Linked DNA regions of Mus musculus: region 1 is linked to region 2. A link is a contact called in public HiChIP or PLAC-seq data. All regions are on one chromosome and are shown on one strand. Each heading gives the region's core, a stretch centred on a gene start, on an enhancer-like site or on the middle of the called end of the contact. The rest is flanking DNA. Distances are from core to core; before and after follow the strand shown. Region 1 overlaps Mtcl1 (microtubule crosslinking factor 1). Region 2 has its middle 42 kb from the start of Gm20742.

What was found. HiChIP or PLAC-seq counts read pairs in DNA pulled down with a chosen protein or histone mark.
Region 1: a contact with region 2 is called in an H3K4me3 HiChIP or PLAC-seq map of forebrain, with 4 times the contacts expected there. The contact joins two enhancer-like sites. A contact is called at or near these places in 1 of 15 datasets of contacts at CTCF or cohesin (embryonic stem cells), 4 of 484 Hi-C or Micro-C datasets (cerebellum, embryonic stem cells and uterus), 12 of 115 datasets of contacts at active chromatin or transcription factors (embryonic basal ganglia, embryonic forebrain, embryonic limb bud and 7 more) and 1 of 9 other capture datasets (embryonic stem cells).

Annotation. Positions count from the first base shown.
Region 1 is chr17:66,415,628-66,419,922 of GRCm38.p6, forward strand. All of the region lies in intron 3 of Mtcl1 (microtubule crosslinking factor 1), which reads right to left. Among named protein-coding and RNA genes, the nearest start is that of Mtcl1, 32 kb to the right of the region's middle. Within about 2 kb of position 2,039, at least 98 of the 459 cell types and tissues checked have an H3K27ac peak or open chromatin away from gene starts, as enhancers often do. A contact at or near this core is called in forebrain, where this site is marked.
Region 2 is chr17:66,232,391-66,236,531 of GRCm38.p6, forward strand. No RefSeq gene overlaps it. Among named protein-coding and RNA genes, the nearest start is that of Gm20742, 42 kb to the left of the region's middle. Within about 2 kb of position 1,326, at least 36 of the 459 cell types and tissues checked have an H3K27ac peak or open chromatin away from gene starts, as enhancers often do. A contact at or near this core is called in forebrain, where this site is marked.

The DNA.
Region 1 (4,295 bases), core at 789-3,288, 180 kb after region 2:
CAACAAGAGTTAACATGGTGAGACCCTGTCTCAAAAAACAATAAAATAAAATAATAAATAAAACTTGAAGCAGGACCTTGGATAAATTAGCACCTTGGTGCATCGCTAGTCACTATGGAAAATGGTAGAGCCACTGTGGAAAACATCAACGTATTTCCTCCAAAAATTACAAGGAAAGCTACCATAGATTTCATCGGTTCCACCTCTATACAAGTATGCAAAAGAATTAGAAATAGGGTGAGGGGCTCTGGAGAGATGGCTCAGCGGTTAAGAGGCTCTTCCAAAGGACCCAAGTTCAATTCCCAGCATCCTCTTGGCAGATCATACCCGTCTGTAACTCCTGTTCCAGAGGATCTGACATCCCCACAGAGACAGATATGGAGAAAACCACCAATGCACATGAACTAAAGATAAATTAATTCACTTAAAATATCAGAAGTGGGACTACTTTGCAAATCTGTGTTCAAGGTACAAAAACTGCAGAAGCAACTCTCATGCCTATCAATAGACAAACAGAAACACAAAAATGTGTCGTGATCACCAATGGACGATCATTAGTTCCTGAAAGGACATGGATTCTGATAAAACACTGTCTCGTGGACTGAACAGGGAGGATGCTATGCCAAGTGGCATAAACCAGTAAGCTCTGACGTGGAGCGCTTGCATGGAGGACAAGTGAGAAGCACTTACGTGGAGCACGTGTGAAGGTTCAATCCCAGGCATTTTCAAAACCAACAACAAACCTTCAGGTGATGCACGCCTACCGTATAAAGGTTTTTATCTACACAATGACTCCACAGTGTTGCTTGTTCAAAAATAGTGTATTTGAGCTGCATTCAGGGGAATTTATTTGAATTACTACAGACTCCTTGAGCGTGCTAACCTGTTTTCTGTTTGAAAAAGCAAAGGACTCAAATGTACTAAATATCACTTGTGCGGCTATCGGATGTTTGCTCTCTAAATGTCCACATACAGGGGAGGGGAGGGGCAAGGGGATCGATAGGAGAGAGGTGCTCTTGACCCGGGCTGGGCTAGGCTGTAGGTCACTGTGGTATTCTCTTCAATGCTAGGTACATTTGAGAACCTCCATGATTGAAAGAAAAAGTAATAAAATCCAGCCAGCTTCCACTTTATAAATACTTTGACCTCTGTAACTGTGACCCTGGGAAGGTGGGTCAGTCCCTCGGTATGAGCTGCCTCGCTCAGTGAAGTGGCAGAGCTTCTGCTACCTCAGAACTGCTGGGTAGCCATGGCAACTCTGAAGAGGTCATCCCTAAGACCCTAGGCTGCTTCCAGGCAGCTTCCCTGAGACCTCACACTCTCCTCTTAACGAGCTCACCTGCCAGAGCATGCTCGATTCAGAGTTCCGCCAAGCCAAGAGCACATAGCCCTGGCTTCCAGCTGCCCAGAGCCAGCTTGTTTCCAAAGCCATTTAACTCTCCATTAACTTGATTTGATGAGTTCCTGGACAGCCACCAACTGAGAAATCAAGGCCCGAACAGCAAGCACATCATAATTTAACCGCAGCCATGACTGGTCCATGCGCCTGTGGAGCGTTGGCGGCGGCAGCGTAAATCACTTTTGTTTTTCCCTTACCCCTCCCAGACTTCCTGCTCTGTGTGTGCGCGCCGCTTGGCGCTCACAGTTTCTCTGCAGCTGCTATTCCATTTATTTTCCTTATTCAACGATCATTTACCTAGTTGCACAGTTCGCTGTTGCCATCCATACAGTTTTTGTCCTGGAGAAAACATGCAGTTCCTTCAATTTAATGAGCCCAACAGAAATCCATCCTTTAAACATCTGCAGGCTAACGGTGAAATCGAAGATACTTGCTATTCTGAGTAATTCTGTTGCAGAGGCTGAAACAAAGCACGCTGATGAATGGCTAAAACCAGTGCCCTCATTAATTCTCCACAGAAGGCGGGGAAGGGGACAGCCAGACACAATTACTATGGGTTAATTAACACATATTATATGGGTAATTAGCCAGGGTCCTGCAGACCACACCTCTGACTTCATCAGACAACCAACTCCATACTCTCATGCTTCTACTTCAAAATGTCAGCTATAACTACATCTTTGCAAGCATCAAACTGTGTAGTACACAGGACACGCTCCTAGGGCTTAAGTTCTTAAGCCCTGCCACCTAATTCTGTAAAAGGAGGGTTTAAGGCTGTTTCCGGAAATGATTCAATCCATAGGGAGAAACCCTAAGACAAGAAATGTGGCTTAATGTTTGCGTTCAAGTCAATGAGCAGAAGAAAGGCTACAGAAGACTGGTAAGAACAGAACTGGCCACCGGGCCTGCCCCGAGCCAGCCTGTTCCTGCAGCCTTAAGACTTCCTAAATCAATTATCCAAGATTCCTGCTCCTTAATCTCCCTGGGCCTGAGGGTATCTGGCTGATAAGGGTGATAAAATAATCAATCAGCAAGCAGCTTGCCTCACAGGGCTGTTAAGTGCAAATAAAGCCACTGCTAGGTCATTCTCTCATTCTCAGGAGTTCTTCAAGCTGTCCAGAGCTGAACACGTTGTAAGAGCTGCAGCTAGAGTTTAAAGTTCCCAGCTATTTCATTTGTACACACACACACACACACACACACACACACACACACACACACACACACACACAGAGAGAGAGAGAGAGAGAGAGAGAGAGAGAGAGAGAGAGAGAGAGAGAGAGAGGTGAACACAACAAGCCAAAGGAGGTCGGAAGAGGGTAGTGAGTCCCTGGATTAAGAGTGAAAGCATTTGTGAGCCACCTGATATGGATGCTGGGAATCCATTTTCGCTCCTATGGAAGAATAGCAAGTCTTCTTAGCCAGGAAGCATCTCTCCAGTCCCTGCAGTTACTTCTTTAATAAACAATGACTAAAGCACCTACCTGCCTCCAAACTGCAGAAGAGGCAGGAGGAGATGGTGGTCCTTTTACAAGGAGACAGTGTGGTTGTAACTGCCTTGAGAAAGAAGCGTGACTGCTTGCTTTTCCCCCCACAGATATTTTAGGCTGGCTCTTTGTACCTGCATACACAGACTCCCTTCTGAGCCAGGGCTGGGAATCGGCTCCACAAGGCTTTGCTCCCCTGTGGCTCTGGAGCCACCGTCCCCAGGAGTACATTCAGGTCATCCCTGCAACATGTCACTCAGATGCCTGAACTTCCACGAGCACCCACGTACACTGTCCCCTATCTACACTTCGGATACATCCTGTCCTGCTCCAGGATTCTACTGTCTTATCAAAGAGGACATGGGTCCAGCATGGGCCCTGGGAATATTCTGTGTCCTGTGTGCCCTCGGGTTGCTACCTCAGGAAGTATTTGGGTATGGACTATATGAGGGCCTTTACAAGGGAACCACAATGCACGCATACCACGCTCTGAGTATTTCAGGGTGCACATTCACCCACGAACGTCTCTGAAATCAGGTCATGGTTTCACGGTTTGCAGGTTTGATTTTAATGACGGGCCTTCTTCTCATCTCAAGTCAGTGAAAAGTGGTTTGTCCCTGGAAGTAGCTCTTCCTGGTCTGTCTGTGTGACATGGGTTCTTACAGTGCGCAACTGTGGGATTCTTCATGTTTGTGTTTTTATTTTGAATACATGCAGCTTTAACACAGACCAGCAGACATATAAGCACACTTCAAACGTAACACCCCCAATTTTCAATGAGTTTCTCTTTAGGTGAAGGGAAGTTATTTTGACTATTTAGAGTGTCTTGGTCCACTGGATTCACTGCCAGTGAATTCTCTGAGACCTCTTTGTCACCTACAGTCGTGTGTGTGTGTGTGTGTGTGTGTGTGTGTGTGTGTGCGCGCGCGCGCTCTGGAGTTAGATCCTACTAGCTCCGAGGTTCAAATTTCTTACCGATTTGGGTGAGCATGCCCCACCCAAATCACTGGGTTGCCTCAGGAGGACAAAGACAGGCACTTAGATCACTGAGAGCCACACCCCAGGGGCTCAGGGAACTTTCAGCTGGCTGGCAGAAACTCTGGTCCTCCCACCTCCATTGGAATTCGCAGAAATGTGCTGAGTAAGACTACCTTGTATACACAACCAGCCTTAAGTGTTCCCTATGCAAAAAAAAAAAAAAAAAAAAGGCCTTCTGCTGTCCTGATCTGATGGCTTATTTTTTAAAGAGCAAGTCTCTCAGGCTAGCATGATGACTTTTTTTTTTTTTTTTAATCTCTCAGGATGGTTTGGAGGCAGAGACAGGCAGGAGGAGTTGGAGACCGCCTGGTCTACACTTGAGTTCCAGGACATTCAGAGCTACACAGGATTTTCCTGTTTGGTTAAAGAAA
Region 2 (4,141 bases), core at 76-2,575:
CACTGTGATGTAAGATTAGTGCCCCAAGCATAATTAGAAACAGACACCAGCACACACTTAAGATTCGATGGGAACAGTATTGACTAGTACATCCATGGCCCCTGAAGGACCCCCAAGGAACAGATTATGGTCTTGCCAGTCTGTGGGACCTGTAGAAGTTGAGGAATCATCTTTGAAACCGTTCATATCTGCCCCCCCCCATCCGCCCACCCACAAGGTACAGGCTCTAGATTCCCAGAGAAAGATGGACATTCTGGACCTCCTCATCAAACGGATAGGGCGGTGGTGAGACCAGAAGTGCGGATTTATGTAATCCGGAGGCAGATGGCTCCTCTACACCTTCTCAGCCATCAGAAATTCGGTTTTTGTTTTTGTTTTTTATACTTCCTCCACAAGTAATAAAAAGAGAGCTATAACCTGATGAGAGTGTACGGTGGTGACAAGGTCAGGTTGTGGGGCTCATCATTCTGGTCCCGGTACAGCCAACCAGCTGGTCCTCCTTCCTGGACATTTGGGTGGCTCCTCAGCCAGCTGGACAGGAGGTTTCTGCCAGCACTGTCTTTCCCAGCGGGAGGGTCAGGAGTGACAACTGTTGTGTGCCCAGACCTGCGCAGATAGCCCGCCCGATGGGAAGTGAGAGGCTGCCCCTTACTGCTGTCCCATTACTGCTGTCCCACGCTGTGCTTTTATCTGGCTCCCACGTCCTCTCACACACATACAAAAATAAACCCCCAAAATCTCGGGTTTTTCTCTTCTCCTTCCTAAACTCAAGACACCGACCTGCGCACTGTGAGCGGAGCTGTCAAGGGCCCTTGCTAGCCAGAGTCTGAAACCCCGTGCCCGTCACTCACCCCCACCCCCACCCCCACCCCCACCCCCGTTCACCGGCCAGGAGCCATCTGTCTTATCTGGCCCGTGTTCGTCCCATATGGTTATTCAATCTTGGGAACTGTTGTGTGCATGTCTTATATTTCTTTCTCTACATTTCTCTGTATTTTTATCTGCCAGACTTAGTCTCGTCCGGCTCTTCTTGAGAATACCCAACTTCTCCCCCAAACCTCTCAAACAACCCCTTTCCTTTTCCCCACCCACCCATGCGCACACTGTTCTGCCTCCCCTGGTTCCACCCTCTCACCCCCAACCCCGTTCCTGCCAAGATCAGACATGCTCAGTCCCTGCCAAGGAGTCTGATACTTCGTGATATGCATGGGGAAGACTGGAGCAGCCTGCTATTTTTGTCAGCACTGGAATCCTACGGGCTTTGGGGGAATCAGTAACCCAGTCACTGTTCACCGCGATACCTCTCCTGAGCCCGGGACGAGCAGACTCACTTTATGACCTGCCTAGAAATCGGTTTACCAGGAACACTAACCCAGCTCGCCTATTGCCTACTTCTAGGTTGTTCTAGGTTGGCCTCAAGAGGGAGCTCTTGGACAATCCCCCCCCCCCCCCCCCCAGCCTTTATCCTTTGACAGTATCCTGTTGGCTGCCCTCTTCCATGGGAAAACACGTTTGCAGGTTAATATTTAACATCCGAGTTTCTCTCAGACCCTGGGGAATCCCAGTTCCATCTTGAGGAATATCAACACCGTGTTCCTTACAGAAGGACGCATGCTGAGGATGGAAGCCCTTGAATAGATAATCAATCTGTGAGAATCTGTACAAATAAAGATGACACGGAATGGAACGATCCCTTTACAGGGTTTAAGTATCTTCCTTAGAGAAAGATAATATATCTAAATAAAGGGCAAAACAAAATGCTCAGAGTAGAGACACCGCTTTAGAAGAAATCAGGGGAAGTTAGGTAAACGGGCCTGCCTGACAGGGAATGAACCTGTGTGATACTCTTTGTCCCGGAGTGAGGTAGGCACCTTTGGTGAAACCCCTCTTATTAATGCTCCTTCAAAGTAGCTTTTCATTTATTTTCATCTAAAATTCTATGGGGCAAACTAGCATGCCCCAGGGGTATGCTCGTTTTTGCTTTAGTATTTTAAACATGGGCTTTATGATCTTAAACAAGCCCAGGCGTGTACTCCTTAATGAGAATGCTTAGGAGTGGGCCGACCCCCACAGGAGTATGTGCGCTCTCCCTGTGCCTTCTTTGGGGGCAGCGCTGTTTTGTGATCAGTCTTTCCCCTGCTTTTGGCCTCCCGTCTGCCGCTTTTGGCTTCTCACTCACCACGCAATTCACCAATCGCTTTTTGTCACAACCTCACTGGGTGCGTTACAGCTATCAGATGGGAACAATCACACCAACCTTATAGGATTGCCACGCAAACGTCACCGTCCTCACAGAAGCCTGGCCCGAGGTTGCTGGGAAATACGCGGAAGCCGTGGGTTTGCCAGTGAAGTGGCGCTCTGAGGCATCTGACCTCTGCCTAAAGCCGGTCTGGGGTATTCCTACAGCACGAGGCTTGTCCATGCCAGCGTAGGGGACCCAGATAAACTACGCATTGTTGTATGAAGAGTGATCTAAAACACGAATCTTCTGGAAATTCTTCTTCTTTTTTTTTCTTTTTCTTTTTCTTTTTCTTTTTGTTTTTCGAGACAGGGTTTCTCTGTATAGGCCTGGCTGTCCTGGAGCTCACTTTGTAGACCAGGCTGGCCTCGAACTCAGAAATCCGCCTGCCTCTGCCTCTGCCTCCCGAGTGCTGGGATTAAAGGCGTGTGCCACCACGCCCAGCTTCTGGAAATTCTTTTTAAAGAATTTCTCTTTAAACGTAGGAAGACTTGGAAATAGAAAAAAAAAAAAAAAACACTTGAGCTCACGAGGAAAGACAAATACATCCGTGCGCACAGTAGGAAGGATCATGGGTAACCTGTGCTCTAACGTTACTCACCTGGAGGCAAGCACGCTCCAATGACTTGGGGGAGAATGGGTTTTCTCAGAGGCACATTCCCCCCTCCGACCACTAGATGGCGCCAAAAGCATGCTAAACCACTGACAATGTGCCTGTCCACCATTTCTGTGGCTCACAGGCTGTCCTGGGGCCAGCGCTGTTCATTGTAAGGTGCATTTCCCACCCCAACAGACATCCCAAAAGACACGCGCGCGCGCGCATGTGTGTATGTGCCTTTCTGTTAAAAAGCTCCATTAGAACTCTTAAATATCCTTGTAAAGCTCAGTCACCTAAGTGCAGTTCATGGCTTCTAGGATTATACTTAACCTGAAAGGGAGGAGGGAGAGTTGGGGGGAGGGGGGAGAATTCAGGAGTTCAAACTAGAAAACATATGGCGTTGCCATCACGTGATCCTGGCTTAATCCAGGCTGCAGTACGACATGACCTCAGCCGGGTCTTTTAATCCCCTTGAGCCTCCCTCCCTACCCTATAAAGGGTGACAGAGTGTTGAGGGGCTCAGCAGAGGGTACAGGTACCAAATAGCTCCTCATACCCTGCTCTCCAGAGCAGGGGATGGACTTCATCTTCTATCCATGCTGGGGAGAGAAAGATGGGTCCCAGCAGGCTTGTAGCGATTGTATTTCCCAGCCTCAGCCAAGATGGCCACGGGGCTAATGGCGCTATCTGTATTAACTCACAGGGCTCCGTATGCAATAAACAGTTACCTCGAATGCTGCCAAGTACATGGTACTTCGAGCAGGAATGTAAGAGTCTGAGCGATGATTATTACCTAGTAAGGGAGAGAGTTCACGGCTTAGTTTTCCTTGAAATGTATTCTCGCTGCGCAGCTCAGGCTGGCCTCAAATTTACTAGGATTACAGGCTTACACCACCAAGTTTCTTGAATGCCTCATCTGTGAGAGGCTCACGGGCAGGCAGAGGCATGACCACAAGCTGAGGCAAGAAACCCCCCCCCAAGTGGTGGCACTATACCTGGGCAAATCCTAGAGAGGAGTCTGGAGGAAGGCTGCCTGCTCCTTTGTGTTGCAGTGCCGACTCTGAAGAGCTCCGAGGAACATCTCGAGCTGGACTTGAGTGCGTGGATTTCCTGTGTCTGCAAGAAGTCATTGAACTGTGCATGCTTTCAGACGCTGCCACCGAAGGACTGGTTGCAGGATTGTGAGGTGCGCTCTTGGAATGAGGATTTGGTATAGGAGGGGGCCTTGGATGCAGGCCTCTCTCACTTGCTGGGAAGTTCAGTGTCACTCTGTGTTGCCCGGGGACTGTAGGACTGCACCTGGG